Linked DNA regions of Oryctolagus cuniculus: region 1 is linked to region 2. The links are chromatin contacts, called in public Micro-C maps. All regions are on one chromosome and are shown on one strand. Each heading gives the region's core, a stretch centred on a gene start, on an enhancer-like site or on the middle of the called end of the contact. The rest is flanking DNA. Distances are from core to core; before and after follow the strand shown.

Region 1 (5,237 bases), core at 1,928-4,427, 170 kb after region 2:
GTGGACTACTTCAGATGATGTAGTCAGAGTACACCTGAGGAAGACATTAGCTGAGCTCTTGAGAAGGTTCTAGGAAGTCTCTTCCCCACATTCCCCCATATACTAACTCTGAGGCTTCTCATTTGCTTCCTTGGCCCTGTAAATCATATCAATTACAGCACTTAATGCATATTATTACAACAGCCAATATTCTCATCTACTCCCAATTAGATCATAGGCCCTTGAAAGAAGGAATTATTTTGTGAACATGCACAAGGATGGGAGGCAGCAGTTGTAACCAAGAGTACTGGATTTAGGCGGAAGGGGGCACTGCATTGTGGGCACCATCTGCAAGTTTAGTGTCCTGAGCAGTTTTTTCCAAGGATATCTGAGGAAAGCTTGTCTTGCAACTCTGCACCCAGATCACCACAAACAAGGAAGGTTAAAGCTGCAGGAAACTAGTCTGTTTCCTTTTTTCTTTCTTTCTTTTTTATAGATTTATTTTATTTATTTGAAAGACAGAGCTACAGAGAGAGGTAGAGCAGAGAGAGAGGTCTTCCATTCGCTGGTTCACTCCCCAGATGGCCGCAACGGCCAGAGCTGCGCTGATCCGAAGCCAGGAGTCAGGAGCTTCTTCCAGGTCTCCCATGTGAGTGCAGGGGCCCAAGCACTTGGGCCATCTTCTACTGCTTGCCCAGGCCATAGCAGAGAGCTGGATCAGAAGAGGAGCAGCCGGGACTAGAGCTGGTGCCTATATGGGATGCCGGCGCTTCAGGCCACAGTGCTGCCCCCTCAGTTTCCTTTTGTCAATTTTTTATTTTTTATTTACTTGAAAGGCAGAGAGAGAGAGGGAGGCAGAGATCTTCCCACCAGCTGGTTCACGTCCCAAATGCCCACAACTGCTGGGTCTGGGCCAAACTGAAGCCAGGAGCCAGGAACTAGGAACTCAATCCAGATTTCCTGTGTGGGTGAAAGGGACCCAACTAGTTGAGCCATCGCTGCTGCCTCTCAGGATGCATACTAGTAGGACGCTGAAACCAGAAGCCAGACTCAAATCCAAACCCAGGCACTCTCATACGGATTGCAGGAGTCCCAAGTAGCAGCTTCACCACTGCACCAAATGCCCACCCCTGAGTCAGATTTTTTTGTTAACATGCAATGTATAAAGATGTGTATTGCAAGCAGGAAGGGTCATCCCCTTGCCCCCCTTCATCCCGGACAGTCCCTTAACCCTTGCTATAAAAACCCTGGCAAATTGCTTCTTGGGGAGGTATTTTCTTTAGGGAACTATATTCCTTTCTCCATCTCGTTTTCCTGTTACAAGCAAATATTTTCCTCTGAACAAGTCCCTTTTGAGTCGGATTATTTAGCGACAGCCCAAGCGAATGGAACCCTGTGTCTGCTAACAGTCGTGTCATGTAAAGCCTTGTGGCCAGGCAAGGGAATGTGATGCAAGCACCTGAAAACATTTAAGCAGGGGCGTGGCAAGATCAGATGTGCGGCTTCCAAATATTAATCCAGATGTAGTACGGATTCTAGATTAAACGCAGACAGATGGAAGCTGAGACCAGGTTGGAAGATGAGCAGCCCTTGGGGCCTGTGTGTGGCACAGGGAGTTAAGCTGCCAATTGTGATGCAGGTATCCCATATTTATGGGGCACGGGTTTGAGTCCCAGCTGCTCCCCTTCCCATGCAGTTCCCTGCTAATGAACCTGGAAAGGCATCAGAGGGTGGCCCAAATGCCTGGGTCCATGCCACCTTCATGGGACACCTGGATGGAGTTTTAGCTCCTGCCTGGGCCAGGCTGCCGCTATAGCTATTTGGGGAGTAAATCAACAGGTGGAAGATGCTCTTTCTCTGTCTCTCTCCCTCTGTCATTCTGCCTTTCAAATAAATAATTAAAATCTTTTCTGGGGCCGGTGCTGTGGCATAGCTGGTAAAGCCACTGCCTACAATGCTGGCATCCTATATGGGTGCTGGCTGGAGACTCTGCTGCTCCACTTCTGATCCATCTCCCTGCTAATGTGCCTGGGAAAGCAGTGGAGGATGGCCCAAGTCCTTGGGCCCCTGCACCCACGAGGGAGACTTGGAAGAAGCTCCAGGCTCCTGCCTTTGGATCTGCCCAGCTCCGGCTGTTGCAACCATCTGGGGAGTGAACCAGCAGATGGAAGGCCTCTCTCTCTCTCTGCCTCTCAAATAAATAAATAAATCTTTAAAAAAAAAAACTGAGGCCCTCTACTAAGACAATGTCCATGGAATTCTGGGAGGGTAAAGGGTTGAGGGTTAAATTTTTTAGGCATTTAAAGATCTAAAATATCTTCTTTTTAGAAGGTAGGAGGATGAAGGGGTGATGTTGACATTGGGCTGACCAGCAGAACGTTGAGAAGTAGACTGAAAACTTTAGAAGGCAGGGATTCAGAGCCTCAAGCATATCAAAATGTTAAATGCATACTTCATAACTGCTCCACTCTGAACCACAACACTAAGATGCGAAAAAACAAATGCTGTATTGAATTAAACCATCTATTCTTAGCTTTCAGAACATAAACGTGACATTTACAGTATACATTTAATATTCCAACTGTTATACCAGTAGTTGCTGTTCGTCTAGCTGTATTCTAGATTATTCTCATTTAATTTTTACTAAGGCCTAAGGGCTGTATATCATTTGTTTTACAAACAAGAGCATGAAGGCTCACAGTAGTTAAATGACTTGCCCAAAGTCATACAGTGGAGCAATTATTGTTTCATTCTAAAATCTATACCTTAAAAAATATTTGAAGAGAGAGTGATGATGGCACACCCATCCTTTGGGTCACTCTCCAAATAACAGCAGCAGCAGCTTGGCCAGGCTTGAGTCAGTCCCTTCTGTGGCAGGCAGGGACCCAACTTCTTGGGCCATCACCGCTGCCTCCCAGGGTCTGCAACCGTAGGAGCCGTTTTCCGGAGCAAGGCCACAACTTGAACAGGCACTCTGGAGTCGGGCATAAGTGTCCCGCGCGGCGTCGGAACCGCCGGGGCAAATACACGCCTCTAAATTCTATATTCTTAAAGTGCGTGGCTACACCACCTCCCGAGGTCCTAGTTGGAGCAGCGGCCCTCTAGCAAATAACAACGGTAAGTAAACTACACCCAAGATTGGCTGCAACCTGACAGGACCGGCGGAGAGCGCGCCGCGCGCCGGGAGGCGGCGCCTGACGTCATCAAGCCGCGCGGGCGCCGCGCACCCCGCGCTGGCGCTGCCCGCCTGCAGATGGCTGGGGGTCAGGCCGGGGGCTCACCTCGTTCGTCCGTGGCGCAAGATGGCACTGCGCTTTGCACATTCCTTGCGCTGGTGCCGCTGGGGAGTCAAACGATTGGGGGGTGTTGCTGCGGAAGCCCGGAGAGGTAGGGTTGTCAACTTTTATTCTTTTACCTCCGAAATGGCTCTCTGTCACTCCGGGAGCACGCTCCAAGAAACAGCCCGAACCCCGGGTCAATTCCCCTCTCCCGGTTGTGTTAGTCTCGAGGTTCCAAACTGGGGCTGCCATCTGTTTTCTTTAGACCCCGAGAATTACCCAGTTCGAGTCTTTTGGCTCCTGGGGCCGCCCATGCTAAAAGCAACCTCCTCTGCTGCCAGTTTGGCGTCCCGATTCTTCTCGGCTTGCTAGTGATCGCCTGCCTGCCTGCCTGCTTCACGTGGGAATTTATCACCAGCCCTAAGGGTCTAGTCCGTGTCGTTATCCAGTCTTTTTGCTCTACCCGCAGGCGTCAGTTTCAAACTGGAAGAAAAAACTGCCCACAGCAGCCTGGCGCTCTTCAAAGGTGACACAGGTGTCAAGTATGGCTTGGTGGGATTGGAACCCAGCAAGGTGGCCCTGAATACGGAGCGCTTCCGGGAGTGGGCAGTGGTGCTGGCAGACACAGCGGTCACCAGCGGGAGACACTACTGGGAGGTGACGGTGAAGCGCTCCCAGCAGTTCCGGATAGGAGTGGCCGATGTGGACATGTCCCGGGATAGCTGCATTGGTGCTGATGATCGATCCTGGGTGTTCTCCTATGCCCAGCGCAAGTGGCATACGATGCTGGCCAATGAGAAAGCTCCGATTGAGGGTATCGGGCAGCCAGAGAAAGTGGGGCTGCTGCTGGAGTATGAGGCGCAGAAGCTGAGCCTGGTAGATGTGAACCAGGTCTCTGTGATCTACACGCTGCAGACAGACTTCCGGGGTCCAGTGGTGCCTGCCTTTGCTCTTTGGGATGGAGAGCTGCTGACTCACTCAGGGCTTGAGGTGCCCAAAGGCCTCTAGAATGTTCCTCACTGGAGTCGCTAATCATGGTCTTGGCCAGTGTTCTATTAAGTGTCTGAAGGCTTTTTACTCTGCCCCAAGCAATCTCTGATTCCCACACCCCTGCGTGGAGTCCCCTGTGCAGTTTCACTCATCCTTCTCCCTCCCCTGCCCTGTGAAAGCTAGGCATACCACCAGCACCCCCCCTTCCCCCCCACCAACAGCTGCCAATTTCCTAGACCACCTTGAGTGTGTTTCCCTTTCTTTCTTCAGTCTCTCCACATCACCTGTGCCCAGGCCATTCTCAAACTGTATTCTGTCCTGAGTCTGATCTTTGAGCTTTGTTTGGATTTGTTAATCATGGGGATACCTCTCCTTCCCTTTGCTCTCGTGTGGCTTGTTTGTTCTTGGGGCTCTACCAAATCTCTACCTCTGGCTGGAGGAGGTGCGTTCAATGAGTTGCCCCTCTCTCTACAGCGCACAGAGTGCTCTGGCTCCCTTGGTAAGTGCTTTATTGATTTAGTGTGTCAGGGTGGGAACAGAGCCTTCCTTCCCCAGCACCTCAGCACCACAGACCCTCAGTCCAGTACAGCTGTCCTCACCTGGAGGTCATCTTCACCTACACCTCTGACCACCAGCCAGTCTGTCATAATCAATATGACCAAAGGGGATATCTAGGGTTAGTGTTAGAAACTTTCTTGAGAAGTTCTGTATTCATTGCTGCCCTACTTGGAACCTCTAGAGGAAGGAGAGCAAGCTAACCCAAAGCAGTGTCTGGGGTTCTGAGAAACCTGGTGGGGTAGGCAAATATGTCTATGAAATATGCATTGTTTGGGCTCAGTCTGACCCTGTGATTCTTTCTCATTCTACTTTCTATGATGGTGATGAAACTGGATACCCACTGGGGAGAAACAGAAAACTGGGATTAGCAAAAATTATAGTTTGTGTAATTAAACTTTATTTGAGCACAAAATACGTTCTCTGTCTATAAAA
Region 2 (5,038 bases), core at 188-2,687:
TACATAGAGAAGGAGAGGCAGAGAGAGAGAGAGAGAGAGAGAGATCTTTCATCCACTGGTTCACTCCCCAAATGGTTGCAACAGTCGGAGCTGGGGTGATCTGAAGCCAGGAGCCAGGAGCTCCTTCCGGGTCTCCCATGTAGGTGCAGGGACCCAAGGACTTGGACCATCTTCTACTGCTTTCCCAGGCCATAGTGGATCAGAAGTGGAGCAGCCAGTACTCGAACTGGCACTCATATGGGATGCTGGCCCTGCAGGCAGCAGGTCTACCTGCTATGCCACAACTCTGGCTCCATGACCTGGGTTCTTTACCACTTCACTGTGAAGTTTCTGCAGGCATCATGATAAAAATACCTTCCCAACAAAATGCTAAATGTAAGCCAGGCACGAGTTCAAGGGAAGGCTCCTGCTAACTTGAAATCCACATAAGATGGGCTCAAAGTCCCAATCAACCCTGAGCCAGTAGGAGTTCCCAAATTAATGACAATCTCAGGGAGCAGGGGGAGGTGGAGGATCCATACTGGCTTCCAGGCCCACCCCTGGGCAGGGCATTTTTCTTCAATGCCAACTAGGCTGGCATTGCAACACAGCCTTTATCCTCTGCTCCTCCCCATCACCACCACACAGCACTTCTCAGCCAGCTTTCCCGAAGGCGGAGAGCTCCAGCAAGGAGTCAGAGAGAACGCAGAGGGCGGGCTTGCACTAAAACAGCAAAACCAAAACATCTCCAAATTCAACAGCAGGCATCACTAGTCTCAAAATGTCCTACCTCCGACACGGGCAAATTTCAATTGCGTTTGCTCTGGCCTAGGTCCAGTCTCTTTTTTAACCACCCCCTTAACCTCCAGCCCAACCGCCTGATCCAGTCGCTTTCCAGTTACTCCTCCCGGGGCCACTTTCATGAAATGCATTTCCCTCTCCGTGGGTGACGGAAAGCACCACAGTGCTATACCCTTCATCTTGCCCTAAACTTAACTCTGGTTCTTCCCAGCACCCCAACCTCTTTCTATAAACATCAGAAAACTAAGCAAAGCCTTAGTCCTGAGCTTGGAACGTTCATTTCCTTTCCCGAAGGCGTAAGGCGCAGCGCTAGGGGCCGTGGAGGCTACACAAGACAGGGCTTCCAAGTGTGCACAAGGCCGAATCTGATAACGGCGAACAGGAGATCCGCAGATAGCCGCGGCCGACACGCCCACGAGCCGCTTCTGCGCCTACGTACCAGGTCCTGTGACCACACACTCGCCAAGCGGTTTCTCCCTGGCGACCTCGCGCCCCTGAGCCATTTCTGCAGCGTCCGAAAAACGCGCACACAACCCAGAGCCCTTTCTCGCCGGAGGTGTGAAACTACATCTCCCGACAGCCAGCGTGGTCCCCTTCCTTCCTCCCTCTCCGGGGCCCGAGCCATGGCAACGGCGTGACGTGGGGGTACCAGGAGCCGCGGGAGCAGCGGTCGCCGCTTCAGTTGTAGCCGACCCGGCCGCCCGGGCGGGAGCAGGGCGACAGCAGCCGCCGCCCGCGCCCGCCCTGCGCCGAGGGGGCCCCGAGCCCGCCCGGCGGCCGCTCCCTGCCGTGCCTCCCCGCGAGTGAGGAGGGCGCAGCCGGAATCAAGCGTTGAGGCCCAGGCTAGGGGACGCGCGCATGGCCTCCGCGGGCGCGCGGCGGCTCCCGGCCGGGACGCGCGCCGCGGCCCAGCGCTGCCGCGACCTCTCGCTCCGCCCGGCCCCGCCCCCGGGCCCGCGACCGCCGCGACCAATGAGGTGAGAGGGAGGCGCAGGCGTCCGCGCCGGAGGGAAGGGGGTCGCCTGGTCCCCCGCCCCAAATCCCGCCGTGGGATGCCGGCGCGCAGCGGCAGCTCCTGGGGTGCTTTGCAGAGCGCTTTGGCGGGCTCGGCGCGAAGGAGGTCCTCGGAGAGGGTGCTCTAGGGTGAAGTGCTTGCCGAGCGCCCTAGAGCCTTCAGCGGGAGCGTAGCCTCAGTCAAAGGCAGCCGGAGCTTCGCACGCATCCGCTTTTCCCTATCCCCACCCCCGGCGCTGTCCTCAGACGCCCTCGACCTTTCGCACTCGTGACCGCCTGGCTCTGGAGCCTAGCGGGCTGCAGCAGGTGCTGGAGGGGAAAGGCTTGCCTGAACGACCTTCCTCCGGGATGCGTGCACTCCTCCTCCCTTTCACCTGGAAAGGACCGAGGAGCACCGAGGGAAAGTAAAAAAAAATCATGACGTTGCCTTTCCTTTCGGCCTTAGGTTTCTGATCTCTTGCAGCCTCCTCTGGCCCCGCGCTGCCCAGGTCTTGGCGTTGGAGGCTGGTTTACCTCCCAGTCGTTCCTTCATGGGCTTTGCTGCCCCCTTCACCAACAAACGCAAGGCGTACTCCGAGCGTAGGATCATGGGGTGAGCATCCTCCTGTGTCCTGCCTCCCTCCACCTTCTCTCCCCTCCAGACACAAGTCCCAGGCCAGAAAGTAAAGGTGCCAGCCATGGGCCGGACTCCTCCTGCGCCTTGTCCCTCGCCAGCTGTGTTACTGACCCTGAATCATCCCTTGGCAGCCTTCCAGCCTTGATTTCCCCCTACTCCATGGTCGCTGTGCTTATGAATTAAGCATATGGGACTGAAGTTGAGACGCTACCAGACATGTGCAAGACAACAGGGTGTATTATTTCTTTAATGACCTGATCCCTATCCTGAGACAATGTAATAGCTTTTTGAGCACTTGCTAGGTGCTGGCTGCTAGGCATTTTACCTATATCCCCACTTAATCCTTAAAATAAACCCGTGAGTCAGCTTTATAGATGAAGAAAATGGAGACACGGGTAACTCACCCAGGGCCACAGTGTTAGGAAGGTGTAGAGCTAGGATCTGATCCTTGTGTGGTCACCAATCCAATCCACAACCACTCATCCCAAGATGGTCCCTCTTAGGATCAAAATATCGAGTGCAAAAAGCATTCTGCGAACCACAAAACATAAAGTAATATAAACTTGGTGGTGGATTTGGAGTGTCTACTTTCGGGGCTTCTCTACATGGTTCATGGGCAAAGGTGTGAGGTGGGGGGCACCCACGGCAAGGAGGAACCTGACTGGGCTGGTAGTGTCTTGGCCTGATTCCCCTTGCACTAGGTACTCAATGCAGGAGATGTACGAGGTGGTGTCCAATGTCCAGGAGTACCGCGAGTTTGTGCCTTGGTGTAAGAAGTCTCTGGTGGTGTCCAGCCGGAAGGGTCATCTGAAGGCCCAGCTGGAGGTTGGCTTCCCACCCGTCGTTGAACGCTACACCTCTGCCGTCTCCATGGTCAAACCACACATGGTGAAGGTGAGGTCGGTCTAGGAGAGAGTAACAAGTTTCTCTCTGTGTCCTGTAGCATTTTCACAATTAAGGACGATGTTTTAGACTTTATCCCCGTGTGTCAGATATTTCTCTAATAAAATATCAGAAGGGAAGGAAAGCAACTTTCAATTCCTTCATACTGTGTCCTATACTTGGTAATATCCAACTAGCTAATCATCCTATTCTAGGCTGTCTGCACTGACGGCAAGCTCTTCAACCACTTGGAGACTATTTGGCGATTCAGCCCTGGTATCCCTGCCTATCCCCGAACCTGCACTGTGGACTTTTCGGTGAGCTGGACTTTTCATGTAGCTGTATAGCACAGGTGGAAGGCCAGAGCTAAGGGACCCCAACAAGATTATCCTTTTTGTATAATTAGCACTCAGCATTTCCCAAGTCAGTGACCATTCCCACAGGTCTGAGTTTGTATCCAGCTTGTTCTGTGCTTAGTCCTAAGTTAAGAACTGTGGGGAGTAGGGAAAGGAGCTGAGGAGCTGTGCTGGCCGCTGCATTTGTCCGGGACTATCGAACATGATCTGAAAGTTTCTATCTCTTACACATTCCCAGATTTCCTTTGAATTTCGTTCTCTGCTGCACTCAAAGCTGGCCACCATGTTTTTTGATGAGGTTGTCAAGCAGAATGTTGCTGCCTTTGAGCGCCGGGCAGCCACCAAGTTTGGTCCAGAAACAGCCATCCCCCGTGAACTGATGTTCCATGAGGTGCACCAGACTTGAAGCAAAGGATGGTTCCCTGGCCTCATCTTTGCCCCCACCCCCATCCTCTTATTTATTTGGTTTGGCTCCTGCTCCAATGTGAGAGGGGTCTGTTCCGTAACACTGTTCCTCCTCTCAATCCCCAGAAATTGGACTCTAGGCTGGTTGGAAATACTGGGGTGGAAAAAGGCAGGGGTGAGACATGCCTGGGACAAGCTCCTCCCGAAGTCTTTTCACTCCCTTAGAATCAGGACTGTGTGGTTGTGCCTCTGGGCCCTGTCAGAGCATCTTGGTGTGTGACCAAGGGAAGACAGCAACTTCTCTGAGCACCGAGTGAATGGAGGCTTTCCTCTGGCAGAGGCACCACGTGGTAGATAGCATTTGCCCTGCCCGAGGTTCTCAGGACAAAAGGCAACCTGCCTCCAGCTTGGAATCCAGATGGCCTCCCCCTAAGGACACTTCCATGCTGCCTGCTAATAGACGGGGAGCTGTGTTGTCACTTGTGCCACGAGGCTCAGGAAAGGAAAGCACTGAACAGAGTTGCCTCTGTACTCTGAGTTGTATCATTCAACTTGGCATGAGTTTTTATAAAATTTCAATAAATCGTGACAGTGTGATTTGGCTTTTTTCTATTGTCTCTTGGGGGAACAATGCGCCTACAGACGAGCAGAAGAAAGTCACGACTTTGGTCCCTGGGGGAGCAAAGGTGTAAGAAGGCTCCTGGACATACTGTCCTTGCTAACTATAGTAGCACATGCTACAAGCCAGGACCTAGTACCCACCCCTTTGCCTATTTATAGATTTTTTCTTCAGAAGGTCAGTTGCAGCAGGAGCTGCAGGACAAAATCATCTGGCCACAGACCTCCCATATATCAGATGCCCCAGGCCCACCTCTTGTTGTTTTGGAGGCCTCAAAGAAAGCTGCAAAGAGAAGGCACGTCACGAAGCGCCGGAGCCCTCTAGAAGCACAGTCCTAAGCCCATCTGTCCTTGATACGGTTTGTTC

Evidence for each region. A called contact is a pair of places that touch in the nucleus more often than the background predicts.
Region 1: a Micro-C map of ear pinna shows a contact between it and region 2, with 4 times the contacts expected there. The contact joins the promoter of SPRYD4 here to the promoter of COQ10A in region 2. A contact is called at or near these places in 2 of 6 Hi-C or Micro-C datasets (ear pinna and an unstated tissue).

The regions. Positions count from the first base shown.
Region 1 is chr11:59,240,590-59,245,826 of mOryCun1.1, forward strand. It overlaps SPRYD4 (SPRY domain containing 4), which reads left to right and starts at 3,178. Exons shown (of 2, transcript XM_051832836.2): 1 at 3,178-3,366; 2 at 3,727-5,217. The coding sequence starts at 3,282. The coding sequence ends at 4,265. GLS2 (glutaminase 2) reads right to left here. Exons shown (of 18, transcript XM_051846379.2): 18 at 5,180-5,237.
Region 2 is chr11:59,076,488-59,081,525 of mOryCun1.1, forward strand. COQ10A (coenzyme Q10A) reads left to right here and starts at 1,438. Exons shown (of 5, transcript XM_008256656.4): 1 at 1,438-1,757; 2 at 2,258-2,386; 3 at 3,112-3,304; 4 at 3,508-3,609; 5 at 3,887-4,650. The coding sequence starts at 1,639. The coding sequence ends at 4,054. LOC138844363 (a long non-coding RNA gene) reads right to left here and starts at 1,362. Exons shown (of 2, transcript XR_011380099.1): 1 at 1,220-1,362.